Regions from separate parts of the Triticum aestivum genome. Here region 1 is linked to region 2. A link is a contact called in public Hi-C data. All regions are on one chromosome and are shown on one strand. Each heading gives the region's core, a stretch centred on a gene start, on an enhancer-like site or on the middle of the called end of the contact. The rest is flanking DNA. Distances are from core to core; before and after follow the strand shown. Region 1 holds the start of LOC123119464 (serine/threonine-protein kinase Nek2). Region 2 holds the start of LOC123119463 (RNA polymerase II-associated protein 3).

Evidence for each region. Hi-C and Micro-C count contacts between places; a contact is called where the count stands out from the background.
Region 1: a Hi-C map of leaf shows a contact between it and region 2, with 5 times the contacts expected there. The contact joins the promoter of LOC123119464 here to the promoter of LOC123119463 in region 2. A contact is called at or near these places in 4 of 5 Hi-C or Micro-C datasets (leaf and an unstated tissue).

The regions. Positions count from the first base shown.
Region 1 is chr5D:61,607,710-61,613,166 of IWGSC CS RefSeq v2.1, forward strand. LOC123119464 (serine/threonine-protein kinase Nek2) reads left to right here and starts at 1,771. Exons shown (of 15, transcript XM_044539269.1): 1 at 1,771-2,113; 2 at 2,864-3,005; 3 at 3,099-3,165; 4 at 3,461-3,526; 5 at 3,635-3,681; 6 at 3,762-3,807; 7 at 3,891-3,971; 8 at 4,071-4,113; 9 at 4,206-4,255; 10 at 4,334-4,415; 11 at 4,503-4,552; 12 at 4,827-4,900; 13 at 4,991-5,042; 14 at 5,130-5,457. The coding sequence starts at 2,920.
Region 2 is chr5D:61,256,167-61,261,336 of IWGSC CS RefSeq v2.1, forward strand. LOC123119463 (RNA polymerase II-associated protein 3) reads left to right here and starts at 3,486. Exons shown (of 8, transcript XM_044539268.1): 1 at 3,486-3,730. The coding sequence starts at 3,591. LOC123119462 (phosphatidylinositol 3-kinase, root isoform) reads left to right here. Exons shown (of 18, transcript XM_044539267.1): 13 at 1-118; 14 at 267-421; 15 at 944-1,087; 16 at 1,178-1,322; 17 at 1,424-1,584; 18 at 1,699-2,056. The coding sequence ends at 1,561.

The DNA of each region.
Region 1 (5,457 bases), core at 521-3,020, 350 kb after region 2:
AGGCTGCATCCAATTGCCTCGATGCTATTTTTTTACGAAGGCTTGTGATACATATATTTATACAATATTTTTTAGAAAAGCAGAAGAAAGCTAAGAGTGACTAGTGCTCAATCAATTGGAGCTAGCAAATCCATCAAATCCATGATTAGAAATTAGAATATAGTTAGAAGAGTAAGACTTGCTAGTTGCCCTACAGATAACCCTTCCAGTTAAGTTCCTCTTATTAAAAATGAAGTCATTTCGATTGGTCCATTATTCTTGTAAATCTGTGTGGGTTATAAAGATGTTGCGGACAAATTGTACAATAGTGCAAGTTGTGTTAGTAGTATTGGCTGCATAAAAAAAGGATTCTTCAACGGTGTGAGCCCCAACCTTACACATCCTAATGTCATTAAAAATGGTTGTAGTTGGCATCTTCTAAGAAAATATGAAAGAAATGCGGGTCGAGCAAACTGCTCCACGTCTAGCTAAATAGTAGAATCACATGTGTATGTAAATAGATGGCTTTCCAGAAATTGTATAGTTAAAAAATTTAAACTTTGACACAAAACTACTTTTATTCGTAAAATAAAGCAACATCATTAGATTTGTCATAAAACATGTTTTCAAACGCCTACAAATTAATGATCAAAGATGCATAGAGAAGTGCTACACACACGACACTCTTTGGACGATTTACGCACGATCAGCGAGCTCAGCCTTTGATCAAGCCTGATGGGTGGATTATCACCTTTGGATCAGTGGTCGTGTAAGGGTCGTGCGAGGACTCTCGTGCATAGAGTAGTTTCGAAGATGCATATTGGGGACTATGTCAATGCATAAATGTCATCTGTTGACGAATTGAGGGAGTAGAATTCTTTATTTCTGTCTTTTTTTTTAATTATATCTAGTCATGTTTATCCTTATATTTTTTTACGGTTTGATTACTCCCTCCGTCCCACAATATAAGATGCTGAAAAAGCTTGCAAAAACATCTTATAATATGGAACGAAGGGAGTAGATAATATAGAGACAATTGCAGCATAATAATCAATCAGTGATTGCTGGTTACCCAATAGATAACCATGGTAAGTCCCTCTTCAAATTATGTCCTTTTCATAAGAAATGCTTTTCCTGTAGTGTGTGCCCCGACCCTATACACCCTAGTGTCATTAAAAATGGTTGTAGATTTGTGCATATCTTCCAAGAAAATACTACTACCATGAAAGATATGCTGAGTCGATGCAAACTGCTCCACAGCTAGCTAAGTAGTACTCCATCTGATTGTAAATATAGAGATGTTGTGCATACGATGGTTTCAATACAATACATGTACGCACGAACCATCTGCACCACATGATCGTTCCATTTTCTCAACCAGTTCGGTTTAGATTAGTATCGTACAAGAATCGGATGTGAATACTTGTATGCTTTTTCAAATATCCCTTCATCCTAAAATAAATGACTCAACTTTGTATAACTTTAGATAAGTGATTTAATTTTGTACTAACTTATTTTGAGACGGAGGGAGTCTATGACTTTCTTGAAATTGTGTAGTAGTAAAATTTTGTTTGGAAACTTTGCTCTAAAATGCTTTTTGAATGTCGCATTACTATCATGGAGTAGCAAAGATGCCATCAGCCCACAAGCACTCACACTAATGGCTCCTTTTTGTTTCTCATCATATCATGGATGCAATCCAAGAAACTAAAAAATACACCCTCCAAAAAAATTAAAAAATACACCCAAGTTGACCATACCAGGAGCCCCCCCCCCCCCCACCCTCTCTCTCATCAGTCATCACATTTTCTTCTTCACTGCCATCGCCTTCCCAGTTCACACACCCCTCCCTCTCTCTCTCTAGCCCTGTTCTTTTTCTCTCTCCTCGGGGAGGCTTCTCCCCTAGCTCTCCTCCTCCTCCTCCCTTTACCTTTGGGCTATATAAGCTTTGGGGGATTGGAAAGCGGCAGCGAGCGGGCGGGCGGGGCTCTCGCCGAGTTTGAAGTTGAACCCACCCCAAGCCAAAACCCCCATCTTTCTCTCTCCTTCTCCCCGCCGCCGCCCCTTCAAATCGCGGCCGCTCCCCCCGCCTCCGTCCCCGATCAAATGCGGCGAGATCTGCGCGCGTGACCCCGTAAGTCCACCGCGCCCTGCCCCCTCCCGTCCGCCGGCCTTTGCGCCGGCCGTGGCGGGGTTCTTGGAGCTGGCATTTCAGCCTCCGAGCTCGGATTAGATTGGATTGTTCTTCCGTTTCCCCCCCTCTGCTTTTTTGGGTTCGGAGCTGTGTTCTTGCTTCCTTGGGTTGGATCGAGAGCCGCGCTGCGCGCCGCCATTTCGCATCCATTTTGATGCGCTCATGGAGTTGGCATTTGGGATTCGTTCGTTGATTGTAAAAGGAAAACAAATCATTGGGGTGGCTTTGATTCGGAGTTGGTGGCGCTTGGACCCGGGCTTGATTATTTTTCTCCCCCTGCGTCTTGAATTCTGATTTGCTCCTTGAGTTTCGATTTGACATTTCGGCCCAGAGCTCCACCGTTTCCTCTTTCTTTTCTTTTTTCAGAACAGTTTAGTGGGGCTGTCGGCAGGTTTTGTCACCGAGTGCTTTGCTTTTGCATCCGTAATTACGGACCACTTGTCTTTTCTTGTGTTTTCATGTGAGCTCACGCTTTTGGTCTTCTCTTCCCCCTCAGCCCCAAGATATATCTCTTGGAGTATTGGCAACTTTGCCATCCATTTTGATTTCTTTTCTCTGGACAATACTACCTTTTTTCACTCTGAACATTATTTTGTGCGTGTGTGGAGTTGTTTGGTACTTCAATGCACTTATTCTTCACCATTGCTTGACAGAAGTACTGATTTGTTTTCGTTCTTTTTTAACCCCCAGGATAGTTTGAAAAGAGCATATCCTGCTGTGTGCGGGCTGCAGCAGACTCAGCAAGGATGGATCAGTATGAGGTATTGGAGCAGATTGGGAAAGGAGCATTCGGCTCTGCTCTGTTGGTGAGGCACAAGGTGGAGAAGAAGAAGTGAGGCTGACTATGACTAGCACCCCCCTTCACTCGCCTTTTGGGACCAGTTTTGTTTCAGTCATTTTGATGCTCTGAGTATATATGGTGCAGGTATGTGCTGAAGAAGATCCGGCTTGCCCGACAGACGGACCGCACTCGCCGGTCTGCCCACCAGGAGGTAAAGCTTCTTCTGCTTCATCTTCCCAAGCTATACTTGTTCATTTTTTGGTGCCTAGTTATGATTTGAAGGGAAAACCTTTTGTTCATCAATACCAGCTTATTGATGTCATTTTTGGTACAAACTATAAGTAGATGTGGTGCAGATATGGTTATGTAAATAAATTACCACCTGATGGTGCTATTGAGTTTAGCTGGCTAGTGATGAATTGATCTGAATCGTTGAACTTGCAAGATATGTTGTCTTGTGTCGTGCTTTCCTTTCACTGAATTGTGCGGAAATGTTCTTCATGCAGATGCAGCTTATTGCAACTGTGAGAAATCCGTTCATCGTGGAGTACAAAGATTCTTGGGTAGAGAAGGTAGGTAAAAGGACAAAAAAAGGGTTAAACTGGCAAGCAGGAAGGCGAAATTGTTTCAATTTTACTTAATATGTGTATTATGCTCATTCTGTTTACTTGAAATTTCAGGGTTGCTATGTCTGCATTGTTATTGGTTATTGTCAGGGAGGAGACATGTATGTTACCCTGTGATGTCCTTTAAATAGTTTTTCACAAACTTTAGTCCCTGTAGTTAACACAATATGTATTGGTCCAGGTCTGAAGCTATTAAAAGAGCTAATGGTACATATTTCTCTGAGGAGGTGCAGTTCTTGCCTTGCTTTTATTTTGGCATCTTTAAGTTGTTTTGTCGTGGAACACACTTTTAACTGTTCTCATTTTGCAGAAGCTTTGCAAGTGGCTTGTGCAGCTCCTTATGGCTCTTGATTACTTGCACACAAACCACATTCTTCACCGTGATGTCAAGGTCAGTGACAACTGACAGTGCTTCAATTGGAGCATATGATGGTACTTATATTTGTAAGGCGTGATAATAATGTGTACTGAAGCTGCTAATTTGTTTCAGTGCTCCAATATTTTCATTGCCAGGGACCAAACTATAAGACTCGGTACGTAGCTTAGTCCCAGAAAAAGTGCAATACTTTATGTATGAGTTATGTAATCCTGGTAATGATGTGATTCCAAATTTAATAACATGCAGGTGACTTTGGGCTTGCAAAAATATTGACATCTGATGATCTGGCATCTTCCGTAAGTGATCAAAATATCCTTTTGTCTTTCTTATGCATATTCGATGGTGTACTTAGTACTATATTGCTCTGAACCTAGGTGGTAGGAACGCCAAGTTATATGTGCCCAGAACTTCTTGCTGATATACCATATGGTAGCAAGTCTGATATTTGGTCTCTAGGTATGTATCACTTCTATGCGATAAATCACTTTCCTGAACCTAGACAGAAAACTTGTGATTCCATACTTATATATTTTTCTGTTTCAGGATGTTGTATTTACGAAATGACTGCTCTCAGGCCTGCCTTTAAAGCTTTCGTAAGTCTCTACATTGCCTTCTTTTTTGTGCCCATGGATGTAATTAGTTTATAGATTATTGCAAATTGTTGGTCAAACTTCAAAACTACAAGTAACATTATTGTTTACCTGCTGAGCACTTTATGCTCTTTAAGTTAGATTATTTGACACGTCTAGGATGTTTATGTTCTATTATTAGTAAACCTGCATTGTACTAATTACTAGGCTCACATTGTACTAACCATGTAAGGCCCCAGAAATTAATGAGGGTTTGGTTGTCATTAATTAATGGCAGGACATGCAAGCTTTGATTAACAAGATCACGAAGTCAATAGTATCACCATTGCCTACCAAATATTCTGGTCCATTGTAAGTTAGCAAGCTTTTTTGTTTCTCACTCAATTTTGCTTGTCATCTTACCCGAATGGAGCATGCTTAACTTTTACTTCCTTCATGCAGTCGGGGACTTATTAAGAGCATGCTGCGTAAAAGCCCAGAGCACAGACCAAGCGTAATTCCTCAGAGTCATTTGCCAATCTACCATTTATTTTCATACAAATTTGTTCTCTGATGCACATACCCACTTATACCTGTATAGGCTGGAGAACTGCTGAAACATCCTCAACTTCAGCCTTATGTGTTTCAAGTCCAATTGAAGTCTAGTCCTACTCGCAATATTCATCCCATCAATGAATCTCTGACTGACAAAGTTAAGAAGATGACAGTTCCTGATGATGTCCCTGATTCTGCGCGCAGAAGAATGGTCAGGAGAAACTCTTTGGGAAGTCATAGGATCGTGACATTTAGCAAGCCATCACCCGAGCGTAACTCTGTTAGTTCTACTAGGAGCATCAAGGAATATACAACTACTCAGAGTTGCAAAGAGTTATCCATTGACAGCAGTCAGGCTGAAGATGACGAGGTTA
Region 2 (5,170 bases), core at 2,236-4,735:
AATGGACCGATTGCTCAAACTAGAAAACATGGACTTGCACCTTACTCCATACCAAGTTCTTGCAACTGGACAGGATGAAGGGATGGTTGAATTCATTCCTTCCAGCCCGCTTGCACAGGTAATTTGAGTATTTGAAGATCATGGAAGCCAGTAGCTAATGTCGGTTTTTAGAAGACTGGTTATGTTTTACGCTGTAACAAAATTTTCTACATATTGTAGATTCATTCTGAAGTAGTTTGTTGATTTAAATTGTTGTTTGTTCGCAGATTATATCAGAACATCGCAGTATTACAAGTTACCTGCAAAAGTTCCATCCTGATGAAGATGGTCCTTTTGGTATAACTGCCCAATGCTTGGAAACTTTTATAAAAAGTTGTGCTGGTTACTCTGTCATTACATACATTATGGGTGTTGGAGACAGGTTGGTGCCTTCTCTTTTTAAGTACTCCATATCTGTATAAGAATCAGGATAGCTAATCCTTTATGCTTAGAAATGAATATACAGAAGCATTTATTTCAGTTTTCTGTACATTCAGCAATCTTCAACTGTGATGCTGCATGTCCAACTCCATTCATTTTCATTTAGAGGAAACTGAATTTATTTGAGTGCCCCACTTCATTTTTATTTTTCTTGATTACTGTTCAGCGATGAGTATGGTTGTTTTTCGTGTACCATTTTGTAAGGATTATATAGCTCAACTAGGTGTTTATTAATTGTGACCGATATTCTGATTTATAGCGCCAACAAGATGAAATGCTCCTCATTCTTGTAATCTGTCTATTGTCGGGGTATTTCTATAGAAACTTTTATCAATAGCAAGGATCTGGTTGGCTGACAATGGCATCCAGTTCTTTTTTCCAGTCCATTTGTCTACATGAGCTATATGCAGTTTGCGAGGAATAACAAATTGCTGATTTCCCCTCCCTCTCTATTTCTCTCTAGGCATCTAGATAATCTTCTTATAAGAGATGACGGGTGCCTTTTCCATGTGGACTTCGGTTTTATTCTGGGTCGAGATCCAAAGCCATTTCCACCTCCAATGAAACTATGTAAAGAAATGGTCGAGGCCATGGGTGGCACGGAAAGGTAATTTGTTGATCCGTTCTGTCAATACTTGAATTATTATTCATTTGCTACAGCTCTTTGAATCGCTGCAACTTGCCTTTTGGATTTCAGCCAATACTATACAAGATTCAAGTCCTACTGCTGTGAAGCATACAACATTTTAAGGAATAACAGCAGCCTTATATTGAATCTATTCACGTTGATGGAAAGATCGAGTATTCCAGATATCTCTACCGAGGAAAATGCGACCCTTAAGGTAATTAAATTGGTTTTATGAGTGGATTTTTTTTCTTCACAAAGAGCAGAGCAGCCTATAATCCCATACCGTTTCCCCCTTTTATGGTGTGCATTGATCAGGTTCAGGAGAAATTCCGGCTGGATCTGGACGATGAGGAGGCTATACATTTCTTCCAGGGTCTTATCAACGACAGTGTCAGCGCGTTGTTCCCTCAAATGGTTGAGACCATCCATAGATGGGCTCAATATTGGCGATGACCACTTCTCCTTGTTTGTATAGGGTGAGTTTGGTGATGATGTCTGGCTGTTGACATGATATTATCGCATAATAACATGCTCTTGCAAAGTTGCAATGGCCACTGATGACCTCCACTCTTTTATTTAATCTTCACCAGCTGCAACGGACTATTAACAAATAACAACAGATGTCAAGCAGAGACTGAATGTTAAGAGGAGACGAATGCGATAGATTTACAGCATAACGGGGAAACAACGGACAAATGAGCACACATACTTTATTTCCCCGTTGGATACTTCTAACTTACGAAATGCAAACTTGTGAATATGTCTTCTTCATGTAAATCGTCTTGTGTGTGATGTAATTAACAAAGACTGTGAAGTGCAAAATTGTGAACATGCTAGCATTTAACTTGGTCTATGTGTGATGTAATTCGGCATATATAATATGTGGTGGCAATGTGTTGATATAAGCCTAGGAAAAAAATGTAACAAGCGGGCGCTTATTCTAGTTTACCAAACAATAGAGTGCTCATTTGTTGCTATCCAGAAAATTTCGTGAGATATTTTTTCGCAGATAATGAAGATCTCTCATCTGAAACTGGCCTCGACTCATGGCTAATGCCAAGTCATTGTTTCGAAACTGGCCTTGACTCATGGCTCATGCCAAGTCATTGTTTCTTCTCTGAGAAAAAAAAAGTTGGTGAATACGGATTGTTGGATTTGGAAGGATCTTGAAACAGAGAAGACGACGAATGATCTGGTGAAAGTGCTTGGCGTTGTTTGACTCAGGGGGATAACAAAATCTCAGAAGAGCATAAGCAAGAGAGCACATTATTCCCTTGCGTACATAGTGCATAGAAATAAGTATGAAATCAGTGATAATTAATATAGATCGGAGCGAATAGCAATAATCATAACTACCAACACTACAACAAATTAGATTGACGGCCGACTTGCTTGTCTCATCACAAACAATCCGTTTCACTCACGGCAGGCAGGCAAATAGCTAAGAATCTTATCACAAGCAACCCGTTTTACTCACGGCGGGTAGGCAAATAGTAGCTAAGAAACTTTGTGTAAAGAACAACACATGAAAAAACAAATTTCGCACATTTGTTGCCTTGGTCTGTCGGTAGCTTGGCCTAGGATCTCAAGTTCTAAACCATTTGATTCGTCCCTGGGGCGACAAATCCCTGCAGCGTTCGCTGTTGGCTGTCGACAATAGGAGACACGCTGACGGCATCCCCATCATTCCCAAACGAGGGGGGGGGGGGGGGGGGGCTAGCCCATGAAAACTTGGACACTCCATGCCAGGGTGGTGGTTTTCTTGGGGTTGTTTGGGGGGGGGGGGGGGCAAGGTGCTAGAAGAGTTGTTCTACCTTACCCTGTAAAGGTGCCAAGGATAGAAGCGCGATGATGGTCTCCCCTTCGGGTGACATGCATCACTGTGGAGCCCCAATACCTCTCGAGAACCGGCCTCGTGGTTTGCAGGTGAAACCCTATGATCCAACTCTTTGGATTGGACGATGGGCATCTTGTCCCACCTCGTCACCTTCTTGGGACGTCGCTTTGGAAGACCTTCATTCCTTTTATGAATTCCCTGTGTAATGGAATTGTGGTTAGCAGGATATCGGCAGGCGATGCCGGTTGCTATCTTGTGACTTGTGCGGCAGCGATGTTGACGATACGCAATGTTCCGAGTCGTATCAATACTTTGTAGTCAAGACTGAACTCGATAAACCAAATACTTCTTGTAAGTTTGAACGAATGGAGTAATATAAAAGAAGCTTGCAATCTGAATCCAGTTCAAAATTTGCAGCTCCATGTTTTTTTTAGAATTTAAACTCCATGGCTACTTGCTATCCAGTGCACACTTTCGATGTATGGGTGTGTATGTGTTAGAAAATGAAAAAAAAAGAGAGGCAAAACTAGACACGTGCTTTCTTGGCCGAGGAAAAAAAAAGGAGGACAAAAACTGAAAGAAGACGAGGAGCTCGCGACCCCAAAACCCTAACCCCTGTAACTCTCGGCGGCGGCGGCGGCGGCGATGGCGGACGGAGGCGGTGGACGGGCGGCGGAGCTCAAGGACCAGGGGAACGAGCAGTTCAAGTCGGGGAACTACCTCAAGGCCGCCGCGCTCTACACGCAGGCCATCAAGCTCGACTCCGACAACCCCACCCTCTACAGGTGCCCCCTCTCCCTCCCTTCCCATCTCCGCTCGTTCAGTGCGCGAAACCCTACTGCTCTGATCGATCTCCTCGGGCGGGGATGAGTTGAGATCGTGCGTGCGCTTGTTTGGTCAGCTGGTCAGCTGGGATGAGGAAATGCGCGGCGTTAGCACATATGTTGCGGTGTTGTGGATTTAGGCTTTGGGATCGATGTGCCCTGAGGTTTGATTTGTGTGTCGCCGTGTTGCCGCCTGCGAGCATTGCAATTCCATCCTATGAAGTATGACCAAATGACATCTTTTTCCTACAGGAATTGAGACATATGCCATCTCATTTCATATGGTTTTCCTATTCGTATCCTATGGATCAAAGGAGGCCTAAGTTCTGGAGCTTTGGACTTAAATAGCTGTATTGGTGTTGAAACTACATTAACAGCTAATAAGCCTTCCGTGTGGTTGTTTCGATGTCAATGGAAATTAGCTTGTATGCTTCCAATAATCCGATCTTAGCGATTATTCATATTCCTGCGATATAGCCCATCGATGCACAGTGTTTGCTGTGCTCTACCCTGCTGCAGGTTACAAGACAAACCATTTCCAAAGTACCTGTTATACAAGTCAAGGCTGAGAAAATATTCTTTCTATCATTGCCTTGGGAGGATTTACTTCTGGATGCAACTAATATTCACAAATGTAGGGAAACCTTCTATTCCCAGCACCTTTTGCTCCAAGCAAGAAGATGTGACTTCTTCAGTTGTAATGTATAAGCATTCTAAGAGTCCTTACTTCGCATAGCCGGTTATGATTAGGTTATACCTTACATGCTGTTGTTGTTGTGGAATCAGTGCTGTTGATTCTATCATAAACCCACACTTTGCCTGTTTGACATAGATTGCAATATGACTATATGAGGCACATGATGATCGGTGAGAATGAGTGTGGAAGAAAGTTAAGCAACCCTACTAACTGGTTTAGGCAGTCAGCACCTCAGCCCTTAGGCGAGAGACTGAATCCTAAACCATCCAATCACGAGGGGCGGGCAATGAAACTGCATTGAAAGAAATGAGGAGGATCTGATATTGCATATAGATTAAGGAAGCAATCAATCATGTCATGTGATGTGTGCTAGACAAATCATTCGGTATTCTGTTTGAGAAGTTAAGTTGGGATCTATTATTGACAGAAATTCACAACATAACTCAGAAAACAAAACTAATAAATTTGGTACCAATATTGATAATAGGCCATTTTTACAGCCTTACATTAGGTACTATTCAGAGTTAAATTTGTCAAAAGGAAATCTTGACCTGTGTTATGAATGTTGATTTGAAATTTTGTGACATGTTAGGTATCAATATTATCTGTGTCATGTATATAGTTTTCAGAAAATTTTGAAACTTTAAAGGATGCCAACCGGGACTGGGTCACCTGGTGCGCCAGATATTCTCCCAGACGTCAGG